Regions from separate parts of the Anser cygnoides genome. Here region 2 is linked to region 1. The links are chromatin contacts, called in public Hi-C maps. All regions are on one chromosome and are shown on one strand. Each heading gives the region's core, a stretch centred on a gene start, on an enhancer-like site or on the middle of the called end of the contact. The rest is flanking DNA. Distances are from core to core; before and after follow the strand shown. Region 1 has its middle 57 kb from the start of MAN1A1. Region 2 holds the start of MAN1A1 (mannosidase alpha class 1A member 1).

Evidence for each region. A called contact is a pair of places that touch in the nucleus more often than the background predicts.
Region 2: a contact with region 1 is called in a Hi-C map of liver, with 2.7 times the contacts expected there. The contact joins the promoter of MAN1A1 here to the enhancer-like site in region 1. A contact is called at or near these places in 3 of 7 Hi-C or Micro-C datasets (all in liver).

The regions. Positions count from the first base shown.
Region 1 is chr3:68,591,567-68,597,128 of Taihu_goose_T2T_genome, forward strand. No RefSeq gene overlaps it. Among named protein-coding and RNA genes, the nearest start is that of MAN1A1, 57 kb to the right of the region's middle. Within about 2 kb of position 2,610, at least 1 of the 3 cell types and tissues checked has open chromatin away from gene starts, as enhancers often do. A contact at or near this core is called in liver, where this site is marked.
Region 2 is chr3:68,649,004-68,654,565 of Taihu_goose_T2T_genome, forward strand. It overlaps MAN1A1 (mannosidase alpha class 1A member 1), which reads left to right and starts at 2,803. Exons shown (of 12, transcript XM_066994361.1): 1 at 2,803-3,668. The coding sequence starts at 3,066. LOC136790458 (a long non-coding RNA gene) reads right to left here and starts at 2,631. Exons shown (of 4, transcript XR_010830398.1): 1 at 508-2,631.

The sequences.
Region 1 (5,562 bases), core at 1,360-3,859:
ATACTACCAACCATGACAGAAAGCATAACATGGGACACATGGGCTGTTCCTGGTTTTTCTATTGAAAAGGATCATGAGATCTTTAGCATCTACCTAGTTCCAAGTTATAAATGAACAAATAGAATGATTCATCTTTTTGTCTCATCTGAAGGAAAACGTTTCCTAACGAATCACAAAGCCAAAGACAAAAAACCTGAAGGCTATATCTATGCTAGTAAAGGAAACATGCCAGGACCTGTTTTCTGTCTCTGAGACCAGTTGGCACAACATGGCCATGTCTCTACTGAGTTCCCTTAGCTTCCAAAACAAGGTCATCCAAACTGCCACAGCGAGTATGGTTCCTGGCTTGTGCTAAGCCCCTCATTGTGCCTGGACACTGTTTCAGAAAATACTAGCTGTTCTGGATGAAAAGAGTGCCAAGGACTATTCCAGCAAATGCCTGGAAATGTTTTGCCATTGCTTAATTCAGCAGCATAGGTGCTGCCTAAATCTCAGTTATCAGAGCTAGATTTTAAATCTGTAGAAGCAGCAGCAAGGCAGGGAGATAGATCTGGGACTATTATATGGAGGAGTATCTTTAAAATGAGTGTCTGACTCATTATGCAAAAGAGAATCGTTGTGAAAGTCACAGTAGGATTAAAAATCCTGACATTTGAGAGCTGTTCAGATCAAGGTTATCTGGGTCTGAGACTGTACTAAAGTACATCTCTAACTGAAACACCCTGCTGGCATCAGTCTTGGCTAATGAGTATAAGGTACTCTCTCCCTGTAAACACAACTGTAAATATTAATGCTAAAACATTATTTTTACAGTGTTGTTTTGGTACAATGAACTGATACAGAATTTATTGTACCTTAAGAACTGCCTCTGAAAATCTTAAAAGAAGCATGAAACTGATCTTATACAGCCTCTTGCTTATGAATGATAACGCGATCAAGTCCTTGTATCCTGGTTTGCACGATTACAGAGGTAAACTAAACATATAACACATAGCACCAATACAGAGTTATTGCAAACTGTCTCTGATTAGGTAGTCCAGTCTACATCCAAACATTTAATCAAATGTTGAGCAAATGATTAAAGGGAATTAGAGATGTATAGCTCTGAAAAGAGAACTGGATTTCTCTCCTCTTTGCATCCTGTGATCCCCCAGTCATTTTATATCAGTAGGAATTGCAGAAGACTCTTGCCAGCAACAGGAGCTGATTCTGCCTGTGCTCCCAAGCTTCAAAAAGAAAGCTCAAAGTTCAAATTCTACAAACTCCTCAGAAATCTATATATTCACCATGTTCTTAAAGTTAAACCTACTCAATGGGCAAAGTACTTTTCTCAGCTGCTCAAGAGAAAAGCAACTCGCACAAGGTAAGTAACCAGGAGTGAAGTGAACAGTGAAGCATAACACCTGCTAAACAAAGTCCTAGTCAGGGTGCTGGATTGCTTTTGCCTCTCCCAAGCCCTGTGACTCCCCTTACTTCCAGAGATGCAGCTACAGCTCATATTGCTTCTGCAGCTGTTGCAATCATGGGCATCATCCCTGCAGCATCTGTGTGATGCATCCCAAGCCAGCACTGTGTGAGATAAAAGTAGTGTCTGTGTGATAAAAAGCCCAGAGGCAGAACACTATCGGAAGAACAGACCAAGCTCTCAAGAGCACAGTGGCTGGAAAGCTTGAGAGAAGTCTCACAAAAGTTCTTCTCATTCGCTGTGATATCTGAATTAGGGGCACAGTGCCTTGCTTGTTTCTTCCTCTGTGACTATTTGCAGTGCAAATCCAAGATCTGAAATTTAAATGGCTACTTGACATGTCTGTATTAATCAATTGCACCTCAATGGGCTTCCTTCAACTTTGGGTGTTTACCAAAGCTCCGACCACTGAACTTTATTTCCTTACTAGTCTTATCTTTTACAGAACTCTAGGAGGCTGACGTGGATCAGTGTCACCAGAGTGACTGCACAAGGTAAACCTAATAATCCAGTCTGTTTTTACATATTTACATAGAGGGTAGAAGCAAATGCAGGAGACTAATCTGTTTGATCTTAAAGGACAGGCGAACTTGCTGTCCTGATTTTGCTAGATGGAGTCCTACTTTCTCTAGGTGTCCTTATTGTGAAATCCTAGAAGTGGTATAATCAACATTATTTGAAAGATAAATGAACAGTATGTTTCAAGGCATTAGCTGTACCCTGGGCTAAATATAAACTTGGTAACAAAAAGCTGAACAGTTATTTACTCTAATAAAAGTTAGTGAGGTTAAAGCAAGTAACCTTTATGTTTCTTTTTCTTTATTCTGAAATATTTCCACTTCTAAATATGCCTCCTCTGCTCCTGCCTCTCAGACGTTAAAGTAATTTTCTTCCTGCTCCTGATCATAACTGATATAAGAAGCAGGAAAAAAAAAAAAAAAGAGAGAGAAAAGGAGAGAGAGAGAGAGAGAGAGAGAATGTCAGGACTGGTAATACAGAGGAATAAGGCAAGGCAACATGATGCCTTCTTCCAGCTCTTGCTCCTATAGAGCTAACTTCTGTTCTCTTCACATTTGCTGAAAGTTAAAATGAGAAAAGTCAACACCCATCACTAAAATGAAAAAAAAAAACACAAGTGTGTCAAGAAAACAGTGGAAGCTCTCTGCATTTGCATGAAATTCAGATTAAGAAGTCAAGGTAGGAGGGCAAGGAGGTACTTTCCTCCAAGGCAAAGCTTAAATGTCGGTATAGATTCTCAGTTAAAGCTGTGTTATTTTGTGCTCATTTCTATGCCAATAAATAAATAAATAAATATATAAATAAATAAAATCCCAGCACAAGCTTAATTATAGTAACAAAAACATGAATAGAGGATATGTTGCCAGTGTTATTTTCTTCAGGGAATTCGTATAAGTAGTATAAGCAATCTCTCTTTGCTGATAACGCTGCGCCTGCATTCGAACATTTTGCCAGTGCAGTTACAACAACAAACCTTTCCAAGCATTGAGTAAGACCTAGTTTAGAAATCAGAGGACAGAGAAATCCCTATTTATTTGCTAAAGAAAGGACAGATACAACACTTATGTTGATTCCTTTCATTTAAGAAATGTTCAGCCCTTACACAAACTATACATGCAATCATTATTTATGCATGTTAGGACACACTCTCTGCCTTTTTGCCCATAGCCCCAGTCTTTAAATTCAAGGACAGTCCAGTGCTCAGGCAGACACCAAGGGCCAGGCTGTGCAGCTCAGAATTTTATCTGCTGCTCTGTAGGCTTATAGTGAGATAGAATCTGATAATTGTATAGGTGTTCCTAGTCTGTGATGGACAAAAGCATGGCTACAACTTATTAACTGGCCAGCAAAGCGAAGACAAATGAGCTGGCCACGTTGGTGCCCATCTGCTCTGGACATGAGGCTGTAGGTACAACAATGTCAATGTCACAAAATTGCAAACAGGAATGTCCTTGTGCTACCAAGACCTTGACTGACTGACATTTCCTGAGCAAGGCATGGAAGGATGAGATACCATGCCTAAATCAAAACTAGGCGCTTATTTTTGTAAATCATGTCATTCCCCATACTCTCACTGAGAGGTATTATCAAAACAGAAATAAATGATTTGCATAATCACTACCGTTTATTTCCAAATAAGCATATAATTATTATGCAAATCATTACCATACATTTTTTTTATCATTTCTTTCCTAGCGAATTTCCCCGTGTCCACTAATATCTCTTTCTAATTGCTAGCAGAAGCAGCATTTCTTTTCATGATCCACTTCTTCAGTTCTCCATTTTCCTCCTTATGTGAGAAAATGTCTCCCAGCCCCAAAACCCACAAACCACTTCCTTGTAAATCTTCCCTAATTTTGTAATTAGAGCAATACAGTGTGACAGCATAGGAAAGGGAGCTAGAAAGGGAGCATGAAAAATGCCAAACTTAATTCATCACCCAAAACTAAGTCAGCTTTGGTTTTGGGTTCTATTCTCCACAAAGCTGCCACCTTCAACTTTTAATTTCCATTTGATTTCTGGTGTTTTCTGGTGTTGGAAAAATACCCAAGATCAGAGCCAAAATAAAGCAAGTCTGTCTGAATGGTATGCTCAGTGCTTTTGGAAAAAGGAAGTCCCAAGAATTAGGGTTTGCAGTCATCTTAGGTGGTTGGAAAATATATTCTTATTCTGTAGGTGTTTTTCCAAACTGAACTTTCAATGTTTTTGACATTCATGCTTTACCAAAATAGATCCCTTTACGTTTAACTGATCCCTAATCAACTCACATGCAGCCTTTTTCATCATTACCTGGTATTGTGGTATTCACACCAGCTTTTGTCTTTAGAGACACACAGTCCTCCTACACATCTGTAATGGAGATTAATGCAAGTGTAAAACTAAATGTCCCGTTCTACCCATATACCCATCTAACATATACCCTAAATGATTAACTGTTGGACTTTAATCCCACAAACGTTTATATATCTAAGAAAACCAATTTTCTTTAATTATATGGAGAACTCGGGTACTTAGAAACTTTCACCTGCAGGTTTTCAGAACCAGGTTGTTAACCAAATGCTAGCATATGCTCCTCTTTGATGTTATAGGTAAGGAGATGGTCATTTATCATTACCTTTTGCAGCACCAGGATGTCACCCATACAGTTTCATTTTCAATAATAACCCCTTTTGTGACCTGCTGTTCTCTGGGACGCTAGTTTCGAATCTGTTAGTTTTAAACAAAAGATTCACCAGCACATGCTGTCCTTGTGCTAACCCAGCTCATTTCTGTTGGGGGCACAGAATCACATGCTCTGAAGAAGCTGGTGGCACTGGAAACCATTGGGGCACTCCTTCCACTGCACTGCCTGCCCCTCCTCGGTGTGCCCCTGCCTGTGGCCAGGTGCGCAGAAGCCCTGAGCCAGCCCTGCTGGCTGCAGCTGAGCCTGGCTTGCCAGTGCCAGCTTGAGCTCTCAGTTTGACAGAGTACCACTGTTTTGAAGAGTAATATAAAAGAAAGTCACACAAACCAAGAAATTACAGCTAAAGTTTTCAAATCTGCGTGAATCTCATCTCGATGCAACATCTATCCAGGCTTATCAGTGCCACAGTGAAGAATTAAAAGCCTTCCTGCTAAGACTTCTCAATAACTGCTGTCCTACTTCCTTCCTACCCATTGCCCTGTCCTAATATTTTAGCTTTACAATTATAAAGCCTTGCCTCGTTAACCACAGGTTAAATGATTTGATAGGTAGGAACCTATCAAATCATTACTTTCCCAGTACAGTATTTCATCGTCCTAATTCTATTGTCCTATGCCATGTTGTTTACCTTTTTCTATCAGATTTTATCCTAGTTCCTTGCCTTTAGTTTCTATTGTGTCACACTGTTTATGCACTGCGAATGTATTTGCATTGTCCTCTATAGAGTATCTTGCATACATAGAACGTTTAAATGAGAAAAATATTCAAGGACAATTATGCACAGTTAGTCTATAGATTCAGTCATTTTTGCTGAGGCAACTAAGCAGTTATTAATACTTCACAGTAACAATTTACTTCCCATACAAAACACAAAGGAAGATGTGTCCCTTGACCT
Region 2 (5,562 bases), core at 1,553-4,052, 58 kb after region 1:
TACTACGAGGCCCTTGCAAGGCAGCAGCACTGGTACAAACTCGCTATGTAAAGAGCTGAATCAGTCTCAGCTGAATGTGACGCAAGATGGGCCAGCTGTTAATGCTCCCCTTATCTCTCCCACATATCTGTTAGAACATGCAGGCTAATTCTCTATCACGAGGCAAGATCTAAGGCTAGAACTAGGACAAAATAGGTGCAGCTGGTTAATATGTATATATATATATGAAAAGAAACAGTTGACACATTTTTTCCATGTCTTTCAGTCAATACACAGCAAATTTGCCCATTCAGAACATTTATTATAGAAAAGTGCCTTGTCCCTTGATTACGCAAACCTCTCTCTCACTGCCTCTCATGTATCAGTTCTACCTTTCTATGAACGCCTGATTTGTGCACGATAGCTGGGAAATGATTCCTAATCCTGCAGCTGAACCCAGATCAGACGCATTTTACTCTGCAGACCAGTGTTTTGTTGGCATAACCACTGGATAGGACCCAACCTTACTCAGCATAGCAAAACAACTGCCTGAAGACTTGTTTTTTTTCCCATTTAGCTGATGTCATCCAGGAAGTAATGCAGCTCATTTAGGAGAAAAAAATTAAATGGAGGGGGGGAGAAGTGTCAGCCAGCTCAGCTCAGTGTTCCCTCTAGGTGGATGTGCTGACAGCTATGTTGCAAGAAGCTCCTCCACTGCAAGTCCTGGTGCAAGTGGGCAGGCTTTCCACTGCCATCCTCAGGAGATTATTGCAAATACTAGGCTTCATTTCTTCATGCTTCACTCAGATTATTTGACACTATTTAATGTGGTGACCTATCAATGGTGCTTAACTTTACAGCTGCATTTCCGGTCAGATACAGACAGTCAAAACTGAGCATGTACAAGTCTCGATTCTTCTACTCATATTTGAGTGGTTTTTTTCTCCTCAAATACTCCCTGTATGTTCATGTTCTTTGCAATATCTTATATGACTCTGTCTTGGGCCTAAAGTAAATTATTGACCTAAAACAAGGGACTTGTACAGCAATGTTGGGTTGAGGCATTATTTTTTTTTCTTGCAGCCTCCATTGCCCTCATCTTGTGAACAGCTCTGTGTGCCAGGAGCTTTCCATGCATGACCGGTCCCACTGAATGGCTCCCACATGACTCTGCTATTGAGTGTTTGTAACATCAGGTGTTCACAACAGGAAAGCTCTGCATAGAAAATTTTGGCTTCTGTCCTGAGGAGGAGGTTATTGTTGTCCTTGGAAAGATCATCTCATCGCAGAGGCTGGAGAAGTTAACAGGTTCTGCCTTCGCATTGAAAATACTTGTTGCTTCCCACGTGCTCAGGAAAACAGCAGGATGTCCCAAAGAGAATGATGAGGGTGGTGATGAACCTCCCGGCATGCATTTACATTTAACCCCTGGCACTTACCTCAGGCACCAAAAACGCAGCAGGCTGGTGAGTTCAGAGGGCTTCCCTTTAGGCAGCTGAGACACAGGAGCAGAGCCTGGGTGATGGGATTTTCAACTCTTGTATCGGCTCACGGAGTGCTGCGGCAACATGGCAGCCTAAGGAATTACTTCAGAGGGCTGAAGAGAGGCACTTATTCCAGCCAGCAACAAATTCAGCCCCCAAATATTATCATATAAGTAGTGATGAGTTTTGCGGGCAATCTGTGAAAAATATTGTACGCCCACGTACGCAGCAATTGAAACAGAATATGCTTGCTGGAGCTGAGTGGTATTTCACCATTTAGGAAGCTTTTTCATTAGCCAACTGCCTTTCAGTAAACTCCGTGTTTGCCACCTTAAATGTTCCTTTGAAACAACACAACAACAAAAAAAAGGCGCAGATTCTTATCTCCTTCTCCAAGCAGGCTGAATTCTTCAATCCGAAGCAGTTTGATCTTGGCACAGCTCTCCAGGCAGCGTTACACATTTCTGGGAAAGGCACGTCAAGATCGCAGCGCTCATCGTTCGGTTTAAGCAGGAGTTTCACATCTAGCTGTGGGGAAACGCAACCCGGGGAGAAAAAAATAGGATTTAGAGGAAAATCAGAGCGAAAATTAAAGGGGGTGATTTTGGTGGATGCAAATCGTGGGCCGCTGATCCTTCGGTTTCGGATGTAATGCTGAAGTTTCACAGAAGCGTTTGCTCCTAGGCTGGAGGGAGTTCTGCAGGACTCGGTCCAACGTCTGCGTGTAGCTGGCTCTTCTAAGCCTGTTTCCAATTAATCTATCTCAGACTCTAACTTCTGAGGAACGGGGTTTTGGGACGCAGCCTGCCTTTATTCCCGTTAAGCCAGCGGTGAAACTCCCCTGTATGCAGCTGGGAGCGGAGCGAGGCCCGCGCCCGGCCCGTTTCCAGCGCCGTGCCTTCGCAGTTCACGCAGTGCCTTCTCCCTGCCCTTGGCTAAAGCTCGGCCTCCCCCCCGCCGTCGGGTCCCATTTTCCTTTTTTCCTCGCCGAGGGAGCAGCGCACCTCCGACCCCGCGCCCTGCCTGTCCGGAGGCAGCACCGCAGCACCTTCGGGGCCGCCCTGCCCGGGCAGTGCCCAAAAACCTCCGCTCTGCCAAACGCTGCCCCCCCGCCGGCGCGTCCCCAGGCAGGGCACGGGGCCGCGCGCGCGCCCCCGCTCCCCCCCCCCCGCCTTCCCCGCGCGTCCCCGCGCCCCACCGGCAGCCTCGGGGCGGTGGCTGCGGAGCCCCGCCCCCTGCCGCCCCGCCCCGCCCCTCCTCGCCCCGCCCCCGCCGCCATTGGCCGGCCGGCGGCCCCGCCCCGCCTGGCCCCGCCCCCCCGCCGCCCGGCAGTCGGGCGCGGGCGGAGCGGGGAGCGGCACCCGCGGCGGCGCCGTCCCGGCAGCATGGGCCGGGGCTGACGGACGGCGCCCGCCCCGCAGACGCCGAGCGCTCAGCCGGCGGGCCCGGGGAGGGAGAGACAGGGAGGGAGAGAGAGGGAGAGGGGCGGGGAGTTGGCGCCGCGGCCGCCCGGGGAAACTTTCCGCCGGCGGAGCGGGGCTGGGCAGGGCAGGGCAGGGCAGAGCGGAGCGGAGCGGGGCGCGCTGAGGCGGCGCGGGGGCCATGCCCGCCGCCAGCCTGCTGCCGCTGTTCGGTAGCGCGGCGGGGCCGGGGGCGCTGGGCGGCCCCGCGGGAGGCGGCGGCGGCGGCGGAGCGGGCGGCGGGGTCCGGAAGGCGGCGGGCCCCGGCGCGTTCCGGCTGACGGAGAAGTTCGTGCTGCTGCTGGTGTTCAGCGCCTTCATCACCCTCTGCTTCGGGGCCATCTTCTTCCTGCCCGACTCCTCCAAGCTGCTCAGCGGCGTCTTCTTCCACTCGGCCGCCCTGCAGCCGCCGCCGCCGCCGCCCGGCGGGCAGCCCCGAGCCCCGCCGCAGCCCGGGGGGGGCCCGGCGGCGGGGCCGGCGGCGGCGGGCAGGGGCAGCCTGGCGCGGATCCGCGCCGACCACGAGCGGGCTCTGCGGGAGGCCAAGGAGACGCTGCAGAAGCTGCCCGAGGAGATCCGCGGGGACATCCGCCGGGACAAGGAGAAAGTCGCGCAGGACGCCCGCGGCAGGAAGGAGCCGGCCGCCTCCGGGCTGCCCCAGCGCCCTTTCCGCCCGCCCGTGGGCGCCGCGGGGCAGGAGCCCGCCGACCCCGCCGTGCGCCAGCGGAGGGCCAAGATCAAAGAGGTGGGTGGCGGCCGCCGCTCCCGGGGACCGGCCCGGGGCAGCCCCGAGCCCGGCAACAGGTCGCCGGCGGCGGGGGGGAGCCCGGGGAGCGCCCCCGCCTCGCCCCGCTGCGGGATGCCCCGGCCGGCGCTCCGTGCCGGCTCCGCATCCTCCTCCTCCTCCTCCTCCTCCTCTTCTCCTCCTCCTCCTTCTCGCAGCCGCCGGGGCCCCCAGGCAGGAGCTGGCAGCTCCCGGCCCCGCGACGCCTTCGCGCGGCTCCCCGGAGCTCGCCGGGCTTTGCCCGTGCCTCCCGGGGCAGGGGGGGCTCTCCCGGCCGTGCCTGCCGTGAGCAGGGCTCGCTGGGGTCCCCCCGGCACGACGAGGCTCCTTTCTTTCTTTCTTTAATAATTCTTCGTGCCGTTCAACTTCCTGTCGTTGCCGGCAGCCCGTATTTATCGAGTTGACAATTCGTGCTGCCTGCGGGGATTAGTTTATAAATTAATAAGTAGCGAGTGTTTTCCCCTTCCGTGAGGATGGGAACGAGACTCCAACCACGGAGTGTTTCTGTGAAACATCGTTAGCCCTGTTTAGGCTGATTTATTTTTATTGCATGTTTGCACAGAGCGGGCTGAAAAATCGGCATTGGCATCACGCGGAGCGCCAAATAATAAGCTCTCACAAATCTCAAATTGTGTGCCGTGCTCTGAAGTCCTAGCATCAGTTTAACTGTTTTAGCAAACTGTGCACCAGTCATAAGCAGTAGATGCCGACGCAAAGGTGTTTAGAGGAGGGAAGCTCTCACGAGTGCACAGTACAGACCACGTCTTGAAGTGTGCAGAGACTGTGTTCTCACTGCTTGCAGTCTCGCAGCCTCCCTGAGGCATACAGAGCAATTAGAAATACCAACAAACTGTGTTTCTGGTTATCTTGAATTGCCATGGACGAGTATTTGGGAGTAGCATAATGAGGCTCTAGACCTGATGTATGACAGTCTGTAGTACAGAGGAGTGCAACAAGTAAATAAGCAGGAGGAGGAAGATAAAACTTGAGTATACTTCTGATTTTGCTGGTCTAACACCGTGCCAATTAGCCCAGTGTTTTTTTTATTCTATATGTACGCAAGTGTGTATGTGTGCATACATTTGCACGCTTGTGCATGTTAGATGTAAGTGTGCACGCATACATATGTGCCCCAGGACCTCTTCCTTTTCTTCCTCCCTTTCCATCCCATTGCTCTTCGTTCTCCCCCGCTTCTACCCGGGAACCACCGACAGCACAGTAACCCCCCAGACCAGATGTTTGGCAATTGTAAGCATAGGAAATGATGACAGAGAGACTGCATTTAGTTTCCAGATCTTTATTTTTCCTTTTTATCTCAGTATCATTCCTCAACATTATGTGCTGTTTCTGGGAGTTTTCTTTCCTCCCGACCCAGTGTGTGATCCTGAGATCCTAGAGATCCTGAACTTATCATGTTGTTTACTCAATTGCTCTTGCATTTCTACAGTACCTTGACCTGTCTGATTTTTCTTTCTTTGAGGAATACTTCTTTTTTTTTTCTGTCCTTAAAACAGTGTTTCCTATTTTCTGTTAACTTGTTTCATATGTTGCACTAAAGGTTGCTCTTTTCCCTGCCTTTGAAAGCCCTTGTTCACCTTTTTGTGTACATGCTTTACTGTTAAGCTGGAATTCTGATCTGCAGCCTTCTTAGCAATTGTTTTAAATTGTAACTTTCAGAAGGGTGCGCTACCTACTGCTACGCTGTAGGTGCACAGAAAGGGTGGAACCTACCCGTTAAAGCTCCTCTCCTTGTGCCTGGTTGTTGCATGCTGGAGGTGTAAACCGGACAAATCTTTCTGCCTTCACACCCTTTCGAGCCTGGAATTTACGCCTGCCATGGCATGACGTATGTCGT